2 separate regions of the Mus musculus genome follow, and region 1 is linked to region 2. A link is a contact called in public promoter capture Hi-C data. All regions are on one chromosome and are shown on one strand. The core of a region is the stretch at or near the end of the contact, and the rest is flanking DNA. Distances in the headings are between cores, read along the strand shown. Region 1 has its middle 17 kb from the start of Mdh2. Region 2 overlaps Por (P450 (cytochrome) oxidoreductase).

What was found. Capture Hi-C pulls out chosen DNA fragments and counts their contacts.
Region 1: a contact with region 2 is called in a promoter capture Hi-C map of adipose tissue. The contact joins two enhancer-like sites. A contact is called at or near these places in 5 of 115 datasets of contacts at active chromatin or transcription factors (effector CD8 T cells, embryonic stem cells, microglia and 1 more) and 3 of 9 other capture datasets (adipose tissue, liver and pancreatic islet).

What each region holds. Positions count from the first base shown.
Region 1 is chr5:135,793,175-135,797,705 of GRCm38.p6, reverse strand. No RefSeq gene overlaps it. Among named protein-coding and RNA genes, the nearest start is that of Mdh2, 17 kb to the right of the region's middle. Within about 2 kb of position 3,210, at least 225 of the 459 cell types and tissues checked have an H3K27ac peak or open chromatin away from gene starts, as enhancers often do. A contact at or near this core is called in adipose tissue and pancreatic cancer cells, where this site is marked.
Region 2 is chr5:135,711,875-135,716,569 of GRCm38.p6, reverse strand. Por (P450 (cytochrome) oxidoreductase) reads right to left here. Exons shown (of 16, transcript NM_008898.2): 2 at 507-698. The coding sequence starts at 685. Among named protein-coding and RNA genes, the nearest start is that of Mir7034, 22 kb to the left of the region's middle. Within about 2 kb of position 2,934, at least 229 of the 459 cell types and tissues checked have an H3K27ac peak or open chromatin away from gene starts, as enhancers often do. A contact at or near this core is called in adipose tissue and pancreatic cancer cells, where this site is marked.

The DNA.
Region 1 (4,531 bases), core at 1,961-4,460, 81 kb before region 2:
ATCATTAATTATACGATGTTGGCCTTGGGGTATATTAATTCCTTTCCTTATCACCACGACAAGAGCAGCTTAGGGGAGGAAGGGACGGCTGTGTCCCACAGTGTGAGCTTATCTGTCAGGGAAGGTGCAGCAGCAGCAGCAGGAGCATGAGGCAACTCCTCCCGAGGCATCCATAGTCAGGAAGCAGCGAGAGAGGGATGCTGGGGCTCTGCTTGCTTTCTTCCTTGCATCCCTTCCAGGACCTCAGACCGAGGGACGCTGCTGCCCACATTCAGGGTGGGTTTCCTCTCCTCAGTTAGACCTGTCTAGAAATGCCCTCATGGACACAGCCAGCAACCAAATTCCACCAAGTTGCCAATGGAAACTCACCATCATAGGCGATGGGAAAAACCACTTCCAAATCCCAGCACTTGGGATACAGAGGCAGGCTGATTTCTGAGTTCGAGGCCAGCCTGGTCTACAGAGTGAGTTCCAGGACAGCCAGGTCTATACAGAGAAACCCTGTCTCGAAAAACAAAACAACAACAACAAAAACCCACTTCAACAAAAATCCCACTTCCAAGTCCTGGATTTGAGCCCCCTTCAGGAATGGAAGTGTAGCTCAGTGAGGTGAACAGCTGTGTGGGTGCCCTGGAATGGGATATATAAGTTGCTCTCTGGATCCCCAAACTTGAGCTTGTATTTAGGAGGAGTGCCAGTCTATGGTGCTATTAAAATATTTAACTAGGGCTGGAGAGATGGCTCAGCAGTTAAGAGCACTGGATGCTCTTACTGAGGACGGAGGTTCGGTTCCCAGCACCAGTATGGCAGCTCACAACCATCTGTTACTTCAGTCCCAGGGGAATTAGTGCTCTCCTCTGACTGTGTGGGCATTGCACACTTATGGTGCACACACAGGCAAAGCACTCATACACATAAAATAAAAAAACAAAATCCTTTGAAGGATTCAGTATAGCTGGGTATGATGCTACACCTCAGCACCCAGCAGACTGAGCTAGAAGGATCATGGTTTCCAGGGTAGCCTGAGCTACATAGGGAGATCTTGCCTCAAAAATAAAACCAAGGAAGGAAGGAAGGCTGGGAGGTGGCTTAATGGTTAAGGACACTCTCACTGCTCTTGCAGAGGACTCGAGATCAGAGCCTTAGCACTCATGTCAGGATGCTCACAACCACCTGTAACTCTAGCTCCAGGGATCTGACCCCTTCTCCTGGACTTCACATATACCTGCACACACATGCAATTCCCCTCTCTACCCCCGCAACATATAATTAAAAATAAAATCTGGTTTTAGATGGTGTACTGGCTGGTTTAGTGTCAACTTGACACAAGCTGGAGTTATCACAGAGAAAGGATCCTCCCTTGAGGAAATGCCTCCATGAGACCCAGCTATAACACATTTTCTCAATTAGTGAGTGATCAAGTGGGGAGGGCCCAGCCCTATGTGGGTGGTGCCATCCCTAGGCTGGTAGTCCTGGGTTCTATAAGAAGGCAAGCTGAGCTAGCCAGGGGAAGCAAGCCAGCAAGCAGCACCCCTCCACGGCTTCTGTATCCACCCCTGCCTCCAAGGTTCCACCTGTGTGAGTTCCTATCCTGACTTCCTTTGGTGATGAACAGCAATGTGGAAGTGTAAGCTGAATAAACCCTTTCCTCCCCAACCTGCTTCTTGGTCATGATGTTTGTGCAGTATTAGAAACCCTGACTAGGACAGATGGGTACCGGATACTGGAAGCACTTGGGTACTGATCAGTGGACTTAGGGGTCCTCTTGGCGTGTTCAGCAGTTACCCATTTACTAAAGGGAATTTTGGGATGATCTACAGGCGATGGCCTCAGACAGAGCAACAACAGGTGACTTAAGTGGGCTACGGAAATGTCTCTTCCTCCCCAGTAGGTCAGCTATCCTGGGGTGACTATTTTCAAGAGGTTCTCCACTTCTGGCATCTGCTTCTGTCTGCCCTGCAGTGACCCCAGTTAGATGGCATAACAGAATGAAGAGGGTCAAGAGAGAATGTGATCTAGTCAACTGGCTAGGATCCCCTTGTGTTAGAGAAAAGGAGACAACAGTTCTCTCTCTCTCTCTCTCTCTCTCTCTCTCTCTCTCTCTCTCTCTCTCTCTCGGTCAGATTTGTCATTTTTATGTATATGTCTACCTGCACAGTCTTTTGTTTTGGTTTTTAAAATATTTATTTATTTGCTTTATGTACGAGTTCTCAGCTTTCAGACACACCAGAGGAGGGCATCGGATTCCATTACAGACGGTTGTGAGCCACCGTGTGGTTGCTGGGATTTGAACTCAGGACCTCTGGAAGAGCAACCAGTCATCTTAACCACTGAGCCATCTCTGAGTCCCCTACCTGTGCAGATTTATGTGCAGCACCTGAGTGCAGGAGTCCCCAGAGCCTGGAAGAGGCCGTTGGATCCTCTGGAACAGTCCACACCTGAGTGCTAGAAACTGGACTCAGGTCCTCCGGAAGAGCAATAAGCCTCTTACTGGGAGCTAACAATAGCCTTTTAAAGTAGGTTCAGGCGATCTATCCTGAGCCCAGAATACAGGCCCCAGGCCAGGTCTCTGGCCTCAGATGTCTGCAGAAACTGCAGGGCAGACCTGGGCCTGTCCCCACTCCTGTCCCCTAGGTAGCTTTCTTCTACACTGGGTTTGAATATCAGCCTCCTTTCTCCTTGGATATCAGCATTGTCCTTGTCCAGTGTCCAGAGCGTTGGAGGCAGGAAAAGCCCATAGACAGTCTGGCCACTCCCTCAAACCTACAGAGACTCAGAGCTTTGCTTTCCGACCTAGGGGCGTCTTTCCTTGGCCCTCCCTTTATTGTTTGCTCTTACTCTGGCGGCTGGCGACTGTCCCCTCCCTTCTGCCTGGATGAGACAAGACCAGACAGCACGGCTAGCCTGATTTGGCTCTGGAATGCTAATCTCACTCCCGAGTGACCTAGTCTGCCTGGAAACTATGCACAGCATCGGCCTCTCGCCCCCTCTTCTGGCCACAGAGGGAACTGCAGAGTCTGGGCCCGGAAGCCTGGACACCACAGCGAACTCACGAAAACTCACTAAATTGCTCTCCTTTTCATTTTCCAATGCGACCGTGGTTCCTTCCCCTGACCCCAGCAATCTTCTACAATCCATTTGTTCTCATTCGGGTCCCCCACTGCCTCGAAGCTGCTAAGGACTGCCTCTCATAATGGCTTGCATAATGAGCACATTAACACTCCAATCACCACCCTCGCCTTGCTTTGCTAGTCAGGAAACAGGAGGTGGTCAGGGAGGGAGTTAACTGGATGGACATTCTACAAGAACAGTACTAGCTTTTAGCTGCTAAGTCATCCCTCCAGCTCTTCCTGGTCTTCCACTGACCCCAGAGCTCCCTGATTGGCTAGCCTGGCTGGCCAGCAAGTGCCAGGAATCCTCCTGTCTCCGTTCTACCTCCAATTTCCTCAGTGCTGTGGTTACATGTGCATAATGCCACACCTGGCTTTTTCTGTGTGCTCTTCGTCTGTGTTTAAGTACTAGGTATTTCCCCCACTGAGCATCTCCCCAGTGGCGCTGAGAGGGAGTGGAAATGGGGCTGAGAAGTGAGTTGGCCCTTCCCAAGCTGCTTACAGCCACCCCGTTGACTCTCAGGCTCTCTGTTGTGTTCTTGCATCGTGGAGTGCCGGCCTTTGGCTAGGAGTCTCTTGGCACTTTCCCGGAATGTAGTCTAGAGCCCACTTCGCATGCAAAGAGGATCTTTCTCATTGGACTGAAGCAGCTTCAGTCTGTGGCCTAACACCAAATTGTGAAGTTATTTAAAACATCGAGTCATCTCCCTCTTTTGTTAGATTTATATTTGTGTGCACGTGTGTTCAGGTGTGTTTGTCTGTGTGTGCACTTGTGTGTGGAGGTCAGAGGTCAACTTCAGGTGTTCCTCAGAACATCCAGTCTGTCCATCTTGGTTTTGAGACAGTCTGTCTCATGGGCCTGCCACTCAGTGATGTGACCAGGTTGCCTGGCCAGTGAGTCCTGGGGGTTCAAACTCACGGCCTTGTGCTTATGAAGAACATGTCCTCTACCAGGGAACTGTCGACCTTATGCAATGTTTTCCTTACTAGATTGTGGGACTTTTGATGAGGAACCTTGTAGCTGGCAAGGCCTTAATCTCAGGCTCAGAAGTTTGGACACACTTGCTCCTTCGCTGCCTGAAATGCTAGCCCAGCACTCTCCTGTGTGAGCAGGCTGCCAAGGAAGACTGGAGATCCCTGCTCTGCCTAGACATCTGGGGGTGTCTTTTCTGGAGCCTTGGGGTCCCAGCCCTTCACCTTCATTTCTCCTGCTAGTTCTGAGACCAGAGCTGTCAGGCGAGACCTGACAGGCAGGAGCCAACACCAATGTGGCAGTGGGACCTGAGATCCCAGCGCTCAGAAGGATTTTTCACCTTAAGCGGGATTTTGTATTACCTTAAACATAGTGAGACTGTCAAAAAAGCATGTAGCCAGAGGACATAAAGGTCATTGCTTTCCTACTTTCACTCTTGCCATGGAGT
Region 2 (4,695 bases), core at 1,685-4,184:
CTGACATATTCAGCAGCAAGGGGAACTCAGGCTTGGTGGGTAAATCACACCGTGAACTCATCAAGTGCTCACAGAGAGTGGCGCTTGGGGCCACTAAGTTGACCAAGAAACAGAGAGAGAGAGAGAATAAGGGTCAGCATCTCACCAGCTTGGCCCAGCAAGAAACCATAAACTCAAGGAAGCCAGAGTCTACTTCAGTCGCAGCCACAGATTCTGAGAGGGTTTGGGACATAGTGGGCAAAGATCTTAGGAGACAGTGTCTCAGTAAATCGTTGATGGAAAAGGTGAGACCAAATCCAGTTCTCCTTTGTTTTCTCTATGTTTATGGGTGGTGTGTGTCTGATTATTAAAGAAGACTCAAAAGCAGAGGGTCACGCCCCAAACCCCAGGAAGCTGGCTCCTTATGTCCTGCGCCCCACCTTGGGGAACAGTGTGGAAGGAAGGGGTGTCCAGGATGTCCAGTGAAAGGGGTAGATAGCCAAGGGGTCTCTGAGGGCACCACTCACGTTGTCTGGATCTTGCTGAACTCCGGTATCTCTTCTTTCTTCTTTTTAAAGATGAACCAGTAGGTCAGGACCCCCACGATGAGAGAAAACAGAACAATGTCCGTTGTGCTGAATAGAGACACTTCTTCAGCCACTGCCTCAGGCACTGTGGCACTGGTGTCTTCGTGAGAGTCCCCCATGTTGGTGACACAACTGTCAGGAGAGAACCAGCAGATGTCAGTAAGGAGTCGAGTGGCCCCGAGGCCAGCAGAGGTGCCCATCTGAACGCTTCAGAGTGAGGGTCGCACAGACCGAGCAGGGGAAGTTGCCTCCGCAAGGCTTCAGTCCAGGCCACTGCAGCCTAGGGAAGAGCTAACACCCGCAAACCACCCTGATGGTGGTGGCTCTGTCACAGGTAGGATGAGCCCCTTAGCCAATGATGAGAACAGAAACCATGGCTCCTGGTGTCCCTGAGCATCTCCAACTCTGTAGGACACACGTAGGTCCTTGTGCTCACCATTAAGCACCAAGGAAACCAGGATGGTTAAACACACATGGTTGTCTCTTCAAAGGGGTGTGTGTGTGTGTGTGTGTGTGTGTGTGTGTGTGTAACCTGTTTTCTGCCCAGAAGGCTAGGAATGGATGCGGTTAAGGCCTGGTGACCTCCGTGCTCTGAGTATGTTCAGCCACAACAGCTCTCCCAGACTCTTAGGTTTATCTCCGTCAATCTGCAGGCTATCCTTCGGGAGAGCCTTATCTGAGCACGGTTTACCTTGAGCCTGCTTTCTTCGTTCGTCTACAGAACCTATCTCTATGGAAGATGTCACTTGTCCTTTACAAGAGCTCTGATGTAATTATGTCTTAAACTTTGCTGTACACATGGGACTGAGTTAATTATCATCAAGAAACTTTTTCCTAAATTATACTGTGCTTAAATATGCCTAAAAGAAACTGCCTAAAATTTGAACCAAGCCTGCCTTAGTGGTATTGAATCGAAGCTCCCTCTTGCTTCTCCTGAATCAACACGCTGATGGCTGTGGTGTTTGCAAAGACCCCCACACATGCCCACAAAGACAAAGACATGGTTAAGACCCCAGTAGAGAGATAGCTCCTTTGCCCCAAAGGCTGGGCTCTTGAGTTGTCTGAATGGGACATGGTCCTAAGTCTTTGCAACTGGCCCTGGAGATTCTGGCTGACTAGAATACATTAACTGGAGACCCTGGGCCTCAAGAACAGGTCCAACTAACAGTGAGTCTCTAACACACAGCCTGGCATCTGGTACTTGGAAACCCTGAGCTGGTTTGACATCCATAGGTCCTAGCGACACAGTCTAGGCTTCCAGACCTGCAAGCCTGATGCCCACAATATCCTTGATGCCAAGGCTCTAAGGACATTCATTTACCGTTGATCACAGCTGATTTTCAACTGATGCTTGGGTCAGGTCCTGAGACTACCATCATAAACTGACTTAAAAGTATATTTAAGGGGTTGATAAGACTAAGTGTTTGCTTTGCAAATCTGAGAAACTGGGTTCAAACCCCGGAGCTTGTATTTAAAAAAAAAACAAAGCTGACTATGGTTGGTGAGGTGGCTCAGCAGGTTTAGGCACAATGACCTGAATTCCACGCCTGGGACCCACATTGGAACAAGAATATACTCCTGAAAATTGTCTACTAACCTCCACACATGCTTCAGTGCGCGCGCACACGTGCACACACACACGCTTTCATACACAAGCACATACACAAATAAAAATAGAAAGCTGTAAAGCCAGGTATGCCAGTGATCCCAGTCCCAGTGCTGGGAAGGCAGAGGGCAGAGGACTGAGTTGGCTTTCCTGTGGAACACTACTTAAGGTTGTTCACTGGTGTGTACACGCACACAGGAGCACTCGCGCACGTGTGCACACACTGTATTTAATATGACTAACTCAGCAAATACTGTAACATCTTGGCTTCATGAGAGGTGCTCAAGACAGTTTCATGGTCTGTTGGACAAAATCATCCCCCGAGAAGCCTACGAGGTACCAACTCGCTGACTTTTCACGCCATTGTTAAAGCAGGGACCATCTCTGCTTCATACAGGAAGTCATCCATCATTGCCAACAGAATGAAATGTCATCCACTGCCCCCCACCCCCGCAAGGAGAGGCCAACTGGAAATGCCACCCCAGCCTTTCCCGCACCCCGCCCTCCAGGCTTCAGCTCCCACCCCCCACGCTGTAACACACCACAGTTGTAAGTAAAAAAAAGCTTTCCTCAATTCTCAGTCCTGGGGAGACACTGAACCAGACATGGTCTTGGGAGTGCTCAGCTGGCCTATTCAGCATGAAAACCTGGCAGGTAGGTAGATCTGATCAGGGTCATAACAGCATGAGGTCCAGAACCCCAGGGGCAGGCTGTCCCTTCTGCTTCCTCATAGTCCTGTGACTGAGTGTGCGCTGCTCCAGTCACAACTCAGTCAGAAATGCCTGAGTCATATCTCGGCAACCCAGGCCAGTTGAGGTGGCTTCCTGTCAGCTTCCGTTTGCTGTCACAGCTTCAGGCACTGAGCCAACCAGCCTCAATCTGGGGTATCTGTCCTTCCAGTCCACAGCCCACTTGAGAGTCAGCTTCTTCTCGGATTTTAGACAAATGCTTTTCTAAGAGCTGGCTCTCATCTCAACTTATCCTTACTCGTCCTTATGGGGTGGTGCTGGGAATGAAACCCAGGGCTTCCCACAGGGTAGATACTGCTCTACCACTGAGCCACGTCTCCAGCCCATCACTGGGAATCCTAGGCAGGCCCTCCACCATTGAGTAAAGCTCCCAGCCTCAGGAAGGGGGTTCTACTATACTGCCGGCCCAGACCCCCGGCCTTTATTTTTTTTTTTTTGGTATCTGACACTAAAGGACAAATTTAACTCTCATGTCCTCAAGAATACTGTATTAAATATTTCAACCACACTATGTATTCAGTGCTGACTGTGTCTGTCCAACCTTATCTTCGTCTTTGATAAGCCCACGCACCTTCTGTCAAACATTCACAAATTGAGACCAGGAGGTGTGTAGGACCTGCTTCTAGAAGAGTCTGTCTCACAGAAGTGGGATGAAACAGACATTCCAAGTCAACTGCAGCCAGCTGGGGTCTGCTCAGGAATGATATGCTAACACGGAAAAGCAAGTACTTGTATTCCTCTCAGAGCCAGCAGGCAACAGATACGGACTCTTTGTCTTACTAGGGTAGCCTGGGCCCCTGGCTTTCAAGGAAAGCAGACAGATGCTCACAAAGCCAAGTCACAGGGCTGACTGCCCTTCCTTGTGTGCAGTTCCTAAGGCAGCAGAGTGTGGGGCACAGGGGCGCTGATGTACCTGTTACCCCCCAAATTACATTTAGGCCACTGCAAGGGGCTTGTGATGGTCAGACCACTCCCTGTATGTGGGTCCTTTTGCCTTTTTTTTCTTTTTTCATTTGTACTTTGAAACAGTGTAGCCCAGGCTAACTCCAAAGGTTCAATCCTCCCACCTAGGTCTCCCGGGTGCTGGGGTTGAGGGTGGGGTTACAGATGTGTACCACCCCATCCAAATACCAAGTGTCAACTTGGGAGTATTCAGAATCACCATAGAAACAAGCCTCTGGGCTGTGAGGAAGCTTCTAGATGAGGTTAGCTGAGGTGGGGAAACTCCCCCAAGACGGGCGCTACTATCCACAGGCTGGGGTCCGGGCTGAGTGAAGCAGGAGAAAGAAGCTGAGCCCCAGCATTCACCTCGCTCCCTTCCTGACAGTGGATAAAGTATGACCATCTGCCCCAAGCTCCCGTCATGCCCTCCTGTCACGCTGTCCCCTTGACCATGAACCAAAATAAACAGTTCCATTCCATTGCTCTTGTCAGGTATCCTTCACAGCAGTGCATAACATACTTAACACGCCTGGCCAACCAGGCTACACAGTAAGACCCCGTCCTAGAGAGGAGAAGCAATAACTAGTAGCCATGCATGGAGGCACATCCGTTATCCCAGCAGGTCACTGCTGAAGGACCTGGAGTTCAAAGTCCTCCTCAGCTACATAATGAGTTCAAGGCCAGCCTGGGCTACTTGGGACCCTAACTCAAAAAGCTCCTCTTCTTGTTTAACCATTTATCTTGGTCCCTCCATTTCCTCAGCTGGCTCGACTCTGACCTCAAGAGAAGTAGCCAGGCTCGGTAGGCCTGTAGATCCACTGAGCAGTTTCAA